Regions from separate parts of the Oryzias latipes genome. Here region 1 is linked to region 2. Evidence: chromatin contacts called from public Hi-C data. All regions are on one chromosome and are shown on one strand. The core of a region is the stretch at or near the end of the contact, and the rest is flanking DNA. Distances in the headings are between cores, read along the strand shown. Region 1 holds the start of LOC101167011 (tyrosine-protein kinase Fyn). Region 2 holds the start of marcks (myristoylated alanine-rich C-kinase substrate).

What was found. Hi-C and Micro-C count contacts between places; a contact is called where the count stands out from the background.
Region 1: a Hi-C map of embryo shows a contact between it and region 2, with 2.7 times the contacts expected there. The contact joins the promoter of LOC101167011 here to the promoter of marcks in region 2. A contact is called at or near these places in 2 of 5 Hi-C or Micro-C datasets (embryo and fibroblasts).

The regions. Positions count from the first base shown.
Region 1 is chr24:21,841,368-21,846,374 of ASM223467v1, forward strand. LOC101167011 (tyrosine-protein kinase Fyn) reads left to right here and starts at 3,319. Exons shown (of 12, transcript XM_023953147.1): 1 at 3,319-3,418.
Region 2 is chr24:21,624,701-21,629,462 of ASM223467v1, forward strand. marcks (myristoylated alanine-rich C-kinase substrate) reads right to left here and starts at 3,484. Exons shown (of 3, transcript XM_023953101.1): 1 at 3,105-3,484; 2 at 2,027-2,527; 3 at 916-1,954. The coding sequence starts at 3,200. The coding sequence ends at 1,754.

The DNA.
Region 1 (5,007 bases), core at 2,069-4,568, 220 kb after region 2:
CATCCAAAAACATGCTTCTAGTAATTGGTTACTCTAAATTGTCCCTAGGTGTGAGTGTGAGTGTATGGGTGTGTGATTGTGGCCCTGTGACAGACTGGTGTCCCCTGCCTTCACCCACAAGTGGCCAGGATAGGCTCCAGCAGCCCCGTGACCCCAAAAGGGTTAAAACGGCAGAAGATGAATGAAGGAAATGTTTATTAAAAAAAGAACAAAGAAATATTTTCACTTAAACAAGCATATTCCAGCCAAGAACACCTTGCAGGCTTTAACAGCCCAACATGGAGAAAAATGTTAAATCAGATGGAGGTCTTACCAAGAAAAAATGAATAATTGTAGTTAGGAGTTATTAAATGATTTGGGAATATAACAAGATAATACAAGTTGAAATGTTTTACCAAGAAATCATTGAATCTATTTGCTTAGGGCTAAAATAACAGAAGTTAAAGTATACCAAAAACCTGGAAAAAAAGACTTCATAAAATGTTGACACCCGCATCATAATGAACCAGCTAAAAATACGAAATGATCCTTAACAGCAGATCATTTCAAATTCCGTCACCAAAAAGTATGAGCAGTCAACGTGATTAGTTTAACCCGTGTGCTATCTTAGATGACCCCCCTTCCATTGACATGTTCTCCCTACCATGACAAAGGTGGATAATGGTGGAAAGATTTCATGTAATCCATGGACACCAGTGAAGATCACAAATCATTGAAGAAAAAAGGTTCAGAGCACTGTCTAGTGGGTCTAGATGACCCAACTCCCAATGTTAAAGTGCCTAAGATAGAACAAGGGTTAAACACAAGCTTGCACCAGGGTGTTCCCTGAATGCTCACAATTTATGGGTTAATAAAAAATTACAACCTTCTTATGGCCTTGGATGGTGCAAAATTATTACCTGCAAAGATTGCAAAACAACCCCCCCCCTGCATAGTTTAAAGCTTGTTGACTCCTGCCTCTTTGAACAATCAACTGAAAAGCATTGAACATGTTTTGATTGGGACAGGTTTCTTTGGAAGTGTTTCCAATGTCATGTAAAGTGACGACAGCATTATAAGTCATGTATGGCATTTTCTAAACTAGAATTCATTTAGATCAGGACACTGAATGAGCTCGTCCACCCCTTCTAGGTTGTCAATCTTTTTTGTTGTACAGATAAAAACAAGTATAAACAAAATGAATTTTTATAATACAATAATACAATACACCCCTTTGTGATTACTACAGCACACTATGCCACACCAACTCTGAGCCATGGTTGTAGTATATTGAAAGTCTACAACTAATTAGTCTATTGAGGTTCACCTGAGAAAAGTTATTTATGAACATTTTCATAGAGGCAAAATATTTTAATCTGATTTCACAAAATGTTTGACATGTTCAACAAATTTTTTAGCAATGATGTAAGAAACGAAAGGAAGAGGAATAGTTGTATGAACAATAAAAATTCAGTCTGAAAGAATAGTTCATTTAGACAGACATGATAAAAACACACGTGGAATGATCATAGCCAGTCTAAATGATTTTGCAGAGATTTCTACTTATTCAGTTCTCCAAAGGCATAAATTACTGAATGAGGTGAAAATCCAACTGACACTCGGTTGCACCCAAAACGACCACATATTTGTGGAGGTCACACTAACTGTTGTTTAATTCTGTTGTGAGAAAAAACTGTAAACATTGCTATTTGTCAATATGTTTCATAAAGTATATAAGAAAAACAATTCAAAGTAGAGAAGTTTGTGGTTAAAACTGTCTATCCTTCAGCTAAGCTAATGATAGCATTCAGGTAGAATCTCTTTGATTTTCTGTCTTCATTGAGGTCATCTGTGAAAACAGAACTCTTGTTGTGTAGAGACCTATTACAACGTTCTCACTCTCCTGCTAAACAAAACACAAAACAAAGAAGTACAACTTCTGCTTTGGAGAACAATAACTTTGGCTTCTGGCATGGAGTGGTGTCAGGATGCTGGTAAATGAATCCAGAGATGCACAGAACTAAAGCAAAAACGGTTTAAATTAAATTACAGATGTTCCATGAGTACTCCATGCTCCACCAGGGGTGTCAGGCAGACTGAGAATTGAGAATGGTTATTTCCATGTAGCGAGATTGATTGATTGATTGATTGATTGATTGATTGATTGATTGATTGGTTGATTGATTGATTGATTGATTGATTGATTGATTGATTGATTGATTGATTGATTGATTGATTGATTGATTGATTGATTGATTGATTGATTGGTTGATTGAGTTTACCGCCCCATAGCGTAATACCCTTATATGCCGGTGGGAGGCAGCAGATGACTGATTGATCCTAACAGGCTGTAATTTACACTGATGGAGAACCAGACAAAAATAAATGAGAGCTGTCATCGCTAAATGAAACATTAATGCTGCCTGTAAAGAAGTTGCAAAGGAGATGCTCGGCCCTGACAGCTTAGTTCTCTCTCAGATAGCTCCAGTTTTATGACAGGTTCATGTCATGTCTGCAAACATCAACTCTTGTTTTGGAGAAGTTTCACAATAGTCAAAAATTTGCATTGCAGTTAGATGAATCTGGTACATGAGACGGTGGGAAGGCCCTGGTTCAAATCCTATCTGGGTTCTTCCTGTGTGGAGTTTGCATGTTCTCCATGTGCGTGGATGGGTTTTCTCCAAGTACCCTGGCGTCCTCCTACAGTCCAAACCCCTGCTTTATAGGTTCAATGGGTTATAGGTTACTCCAAGGTGTCCCTGTGTGTGGGAGTGCCTGTGTGCCCTGCGACAGACAGGGTGTGCCGCCCCCTTTCCCAACAGCAGCCAGGACTTCCTCCTGCAACCTTGTGACCCCAGGGATACAGTGGATTGAGATACAGTGCGGATACAAGGGATACCGTGGATTAAGAAGATGGGTGGATGGAAGATCTGATATGATGTTTGTTGAGCAGTGAGGTACTGGCTCATCCGTATGACGCACAGGGAACTGGAAAGTATTTCTAACAAATGAGAGGTCTGATTACTCACAGTATAGCTGTATAGTATAGTATAGTATAGTATAGCTGATGAGTGCTGTACAAAGCAGGCCAAAGTTTCACACTAATTGTTATTCGACATTTAGAAAGTATAATTTTTGTACACACTCGGTTCGGCCCTAGAGTGTTATTATGTGTGATTTTAGTCTGTGGTGTGCTCCAGTAGTTTATCAGCGTAAAAACGGTGCCTTGGCTGAACAAAAGTTATAAAACACTGCCTTAGTGATTCTCTACTGACTTCACTTCAAGTTTGAATAGGAGTTCAGAAATCCTGGAGCTCCTGAAGGCAGCAGCAGCCTCATTATGCGGGTCTCGTCACACCGTCACGCAGAGCGCCGCGCGCCTCTTAGTTCCGCGCAGCAGCATCTTCTCGGCGCGTGGGACCCAGAGCCGCGCCCACCGGTAAGTGTCTCCGTCCTCTGCCGCCGTCACGCCCGCCGCTTGTTGCACGTGCTGCTGCTGCGCTCCGGGGTTTTAACGCATGCGCCTTTGAGCTGGTTCCCGTGATGTTCAGCGGAGTCAGATGCGTCCAGAGGAGCCTGGCAGTGCGTCTGCGCCTCTGGAGGACTCTGCTGCCGCGCTACAGGAAGGATCGGCTGGGGGTTCGACCTCGGAGCCTTGAACGCATCATCCCATTAGTTTTGTGTTGAATCATTGCAGACCTTTCATCAGAAACTGTCAGATCTGAACTGGTTCGGTAAGACTTCCAGCTTTTGCATCATGGGACAGGCTGGGGGAAAGTCTCAGTTTTACTAAACTCAGTCTGCAGCAAACTTCAAGCTTTCAGCAAAGTCTGAAGGATGTGGTTCACATAGTTGTTGTTGGTTCATGCTGAGAGCACCAGCTCTGAGCTCTGAGAGCCATGGTGGTCCAGCTGGTCCAGAGAAAACTCAGAAGTAGAACCTGCTGCTGAAACTTGAACTGAAGTCAGACTTCAAGCATACTCTGCATCTTCTGTCATCTGGTTTCCTCTGCTCACAGTTCACCACAGCTGTCAAATTCTGTTATTGCGGGGGAAACGGCTCTAGGTAATGAATTGTTGGCCAGTTTTTTTTTATCTTGAACTGTGAGTAAATTCATTTGAACTCACATGAACTGAAACTCACAAAGGTTACACTAAGCATCTTCCTGTACGAGAAAATCAAAATAAGAGAGACTTGGGTAACTATTGGATATGGGTCTTTGGATGAATTTACAATTAGTATTAATATTGACTTCTTTCAAAACACTCAAAAACTGTTCACAGAATGGATAATAATTGAAACGTATAAACCTTGTGCTATCCTAGGCACTTTAACATTGGGAGTTGGGTCATCTAGACCCACTAGACAGTGCTCTGAACCTTTTTTCTTCAATGATTTGTGATATTCACTGGTGTCCATGGATTACATGAAATCTTTCCACCTTTATCCACCTTTGTCATGGTAGGGAGAACACCTCAATGGAAGGGTGGGGTCACCGGGACCCCATAGGATAGCACATGGGTCAAAGGGGACGAGGAAGCAGATGTCAGCGTTTTATAAAGTTTACCCCAGAAATCAATGAATCACAAAAACATACTTTAACTTGTTGCTAAAGGCAAAGCGCAGCAGAGCATGGCTGCAGGGAAGAGTGGCGTCCCTCCATAACCAGACATTTAAATAGGCTGAGGACAATTAACAGAAATGAAAACTTACTAACATGAACCTGGAGTGACTGAAAACATGATCACATTATTTTCTTTTGTACCCAGATTCTTGTATTACAGGGGTTCTGATCTGCCGCTTTTGTCTTTGCGGTTTCAACAGTAGTCAAGGAGTCTGTTTTTGTTGTTGCTTTTTGTCAGACGTCTGAGCACGGCGCATCAATTCAACACAGCAGATCGTTCAGGGAGTTTGGTACTAAGCACAGAATTAAACACCAGCTGGATTTTCTACAAGTGGGTTGATTGTTGCTTTAGTTTACTCAGCAGTGGCCAATAAAGTAATGCTTTAATAATTTTTTTACACGTC
Region 2 (4,762 bases), core at 2,234-4,733:
TCTTTTCTATACTTCATCTGATTTCTGCCATTCAGGTATCAAAATGTTCTGCAAGTCAAGGACTTTATTGCTCTCTTCTGCAACTAGTGGTTCTTCTGCAATTCAACAAAGTTGCTGCAACATTTGTACTAGCAACACACTGGGAAGGCTCTTCTGCAATCCTAACTTCTGCATACTTTGTGCTATTTTAAAAACTCAAACATGCATTTGTTCTGCTGTCTGTGGACTTTCAGCTGTCTTTAAATAATTTGGCAAATATTTACACTTTTTTTATAAATTTCAAATATAATTTAAGTCTATGGGGATTCCACTTTTTCTTCACTGTTTTTGAAATGTATCTCCTCCTAAAATATCAGAGTAACTGACACCATTCAAACTTTAAAAGGTAGTGGAGGGATTGGGCTGTACAAGTGTTTAGTTTTGGATATTTCAAACAGCTTTTGAACTACAGCCGTTTGAAATGAGACATTTTTGACCCCTCATCATATTTTAGCATCAGTGTGCTCGGTTGGTTGGTTGGGTGTGGGACTGGCACGTGGGAAACCTGCGGTTGCTTTCCGGGGGGTGCAATGAGTTTCATCCAGTGTGGGTCCTCAGGGAAAGACCCTTCCAGCTACTCAACTATGTAGCCACAACGTCTCCCTGTGCCGGTCCCCAGCCCGGATTGTAATTAATAATTTTGTTAAAATAATGTATTTTGATGCCTTTTGCACTATATAAAGAAATGAAAAGTATCTTGTTGTTATATAGAATTTGCATAAAATAATTCATTTGCATTTAATGCCAAAGTTTGAATGTCAGGCTAGCCCTCACACATTTCCATCTCACCAAATCTGGCCCCCTATGCTAACCTTTTGGACCCCCCTGACATGGACCTTTCATTTGAGTGTGTGCAGAAAAAACAGGAGATGCAGCTCAAATTTTATTCAGATTTATTCCTTTTTTTTTTTGCTTTTAGTGAAAACCCAAACACCTGAAGCAGGAGGATGTAACATTCCACCTCTAAGCGGAATCTGTCAAAGCCTCTGCACTATTTACAAAAGAAGAGAAACAAAAAAAGTTACATGATGCTACAGCAACATTTGCATCCGACAGATCTGAGTCCAGTGGACAGAAAAGTCCCAGTCAGTCAGTGAGAGCTCCTCTCTGTGTGGCTGTTTGAGTGTCTCTGCTGGTATTTGACAGAAGAATGACGGCTGCAAACTTCGTAGCTCCTAGAGATCCAGATCTGTCTTTGTACAATAATCACAGTTAAAAACAAGGTTCCTATACATACTTACATTTTCATCAAAGTCAGAAAACCAACAATAAACAATAAACGCCTATTTGAATCACAGCCAATGAGAAGTGAGGAGTTCCTGTGGGCAGGTGTGCTGTCCTGCACAGCACTCTGGGCCACGTCCTGGACTCTGAAGGCTTAGTGTTGTGGATCCCGCAGAGTTTCTGTTCTTCCTCCATTGACAGCGGAAGGCCCGCCCGTTTCATCCCCGCCGGCGTGCCATTTCCAATGTTGTGTCAAAAAAGAAAAATTAATACTGATGCAAAAATGTGTGGCAAATGTGGAAGTTTTGGATCTGAAGCCGCCCGCCGTCCCGGCCCAAAGGACCGGGGTGGGTTTTGTAAGGTGGAGGAGAAATCAGAGATGAAGAGAAGAAAAAACTTTAAAACCTCCTGGTTTTCAGGTGAATTCTTTGACACAAACAGGGAAGTCTTTTCTGATTTTTGGGATAATTCCTTCTTCTTCTTTTGCCATTTATTGATCTGCCTCAGGCACAGAGGCTGGAGCTTCTGATGCTGCTTCCTGCGAGGGTTCCTCTGCTTTTGGTGCTTCCTCCTCTTTGGGACCCTCTTCTACTTTGGGGGGCTCCTCCACTTTGGGGGCCTCCTCCACTTTAGGAGCCTCCTCCACTTTGGGGGCCTCCTCTATTTTAGGAGCCTCCTCCACTTTGGGGGCCTCCTCTGCTTTGGGGGCCTCCTCCACTTTGGGGGCCTCCTCAACCTTTGGAGCCTCCTCTGCTTTGGGGGCCTCCTCAACACGTTTCTCCTCACTCTCTGGCTCATCTGCAGGCTTCTCCCTTTCAGCTGCCTCCTCCTTGGCAGGTTCTGTGCCCCCCTCTGCTGGCTTGTCCTCCGCAGGTTTTTCTTGGTTGTCAGTCTTGGTCCCCTCTGCAGATGCTCCTGCCGCCTCCTCCTCGTTTTCAGCACCGTCGCCTGTCTCCTTTTTGGTCTTTTTGAAGGAAAAGCCACTCAGCTTAAAAGACTTCTTGAAGGAAAATCGTTTCTTTTTCTTTTTCGGGGTCTCATTGCTGGTGGAGGGAGTTGCACTGTTGTCCGCCTTGGCTCCTGCCTCCCCCTCCGCCTTCTCCCCACCTGCAACCCCTGTCTCAGCAGGGGTGGCCTCTGCCTTCCCTGGCTCCTCTTTGGGGCTGTCTTCGGCCGGCGCAGCCCCGTTGGCCTGAGGCGCCTCTTTCCCCTCCTCTGCTGCAGCAGGAGAAGCGTCCCCGTTCACTCTGACGTGGCCGTTTTCCTAAAACAAAAGAGGAAACAGGATGAGATCGTCTCACGGCACGAGCAGTGCCACGGACGGACGGCAGGAGCAGTAGAGACCGGTGGATCATGAGCATCCACTAAAGCTGACCCCTCACTACTGAGTGCTGCACAATGCGGAGCCTGCGTGCCCAAACCCCCGCAGACTGGACAAACAAAGCCCCGACTCCCCGTCTGGTAGGAAAAAGCTCCGCGCGCTCCGTGCGCAGACGCGCTCTGCTGTCTGTGACGCACGGACCGCCGCGCGGCTACATCCACACTTTCTGCTCAGGTGAAGAGACAAAAAGCAGCCGCGCGGAGGCTCCAGCCAGACCCAGCAAAGCTGCAGAACCTGCACCGGTACTGGAACGGGCGCAGAACCGCGAGCGGAGCTGCTGCAGGCGGCTTTGGATCCAAGCGGAATCAACTGTTGCGCATTCAGAGCACAAAACGCATCGAATGGAGGCAGAGCGCAGCGCCGCCACACAACAGAGCCCCCCTCCCACTCACCCCTCCTCCACCTAACACACACCACCCCCCACATAGATGCAGAGATGAGCCGAAAAATCTTCCTCTACCTGTCCGTTGGCCTTGGAGGGGGACGCAGCAGCCTCTCCGGCTTTCTCCACTCCCGTCTCCACGCCCCCGGGGGTCTTGGACTCTTGCGCTCCCATAACTTTCGGCTCCAACCAGGAGATCCACGGGACAAAAAGACTCGCGAGCCTCTCTTTCTTTATTGAAATGCAAAGCTCCGCGCTGCCGCCTCCCCCCGCGCTGGCGTCTGTCTTCCCGAACACAGAGAAAGTTCAGAGGAAAACCAAAGCAGAGTCCAGCTGGAGTGGCGGGAAGCTTCAGGCTGAGTCAGCGGGACACCGAAAATCCCCGTCGGGCTCCGCGGCGCTGCAAACGGGCTGCAGAGGCAGGAATTCCGCTCGTCAAAAGATGCGGAGTCCAACGCCCAAGAGAGGAGATGAATGAGCGCGGCGAGCGAGGACGCGGCTCAGCCAATCACAGCCGCCGCAGGGCGCCGGGGCGGAGCTTAAGCAAGGGTTGTTGTGCTGCGTTTACTGACCGTTGGAAAACGCGATGTTTTTAACCCGTTTGCCCCTAATGACCTGGAACCCGTTAATCCGGTTTTGAAGCAACTCTGAAGTTCGGCTGAAGTTAAAATCGGTTGATCAGAGACTGAGTTTCGACAAAAAAAAGGCTTGTGCTTCATTAGACCCCCCCCCCCAACTTTGAACAAGAAGTTTATTTTAGAAGTATACTTGATTATAAGTATACATATACGTAAATATAGCAAGTAGGCCAATAGTATATATAGACCACATATGTGGAATATGTTCTAATTGAAGACTTTTTCAGACAAAGTTTGAACAAAGTATACTGCCTAGTTTACAACATAGACTAAGTATAGTTGTAGTATACTTCTACTTTTTGCTAAGAGAAGCTGAACTTTACTAGTTACCTTATTCAGTGATGGTTTTTATACACTAGCTTCAAACACACAAAGTTTATCTGATTAAGATGGGATGTTAACACACAAATGCGAGAAGAAAAATAACACATTTATTTTTATCTTGTAATTATGTTTATTTAGACAGAGTAAGAAAAAAAATCTTATTTTCAATTTTGGCAAAAGGCTCAACCTTTGGAGAAGGAAAAATGAAAAGAGTCACAGAAGACAAATAGAGAGAACGACAGCGTTAAAATCACTGAAGAGATTCTGAATTTGTTTTCCGCATATTTTTATTGTGCTGTCATACCTTCTTTTTCATCACTAGCGGTCTGCTTTGCTCCTCAGCTACCTGTTTTTCCAGGTGTTTCCACACAGGTGTGTTAATCAAGATGAGCAAACTCCAGAGCGTTTGCTCGTCCAAATCTTCATACCTGCACTTTTCTGCTTAACTGCACCAGAGAAAAATCCCAGTCCTGCTGTAAAGATTTATGATCAAATGATTTATAGTTTCTCTCTTTTGAAAGACAACAGTCGAAGCATTTCACAGCTTCCTTAGACACAGCAAGAAAACACGAAACCTTTTGTGTCAGTTTACCTGTTCTCACTTCCTGATGGGGAAACAACACTTCACCAGGTGGCTGGGGGTGGGGGGTTCCACTCCTGAAAATGGGTTAAGGGTTGGAGTAGTTATGTAATGATCTGCCTGTATATGCTGCTTCATGTTGTTTCTATTGCCTGGATTTGAGGAAACGTAAACTTATGGAGACAAAGAAGAAA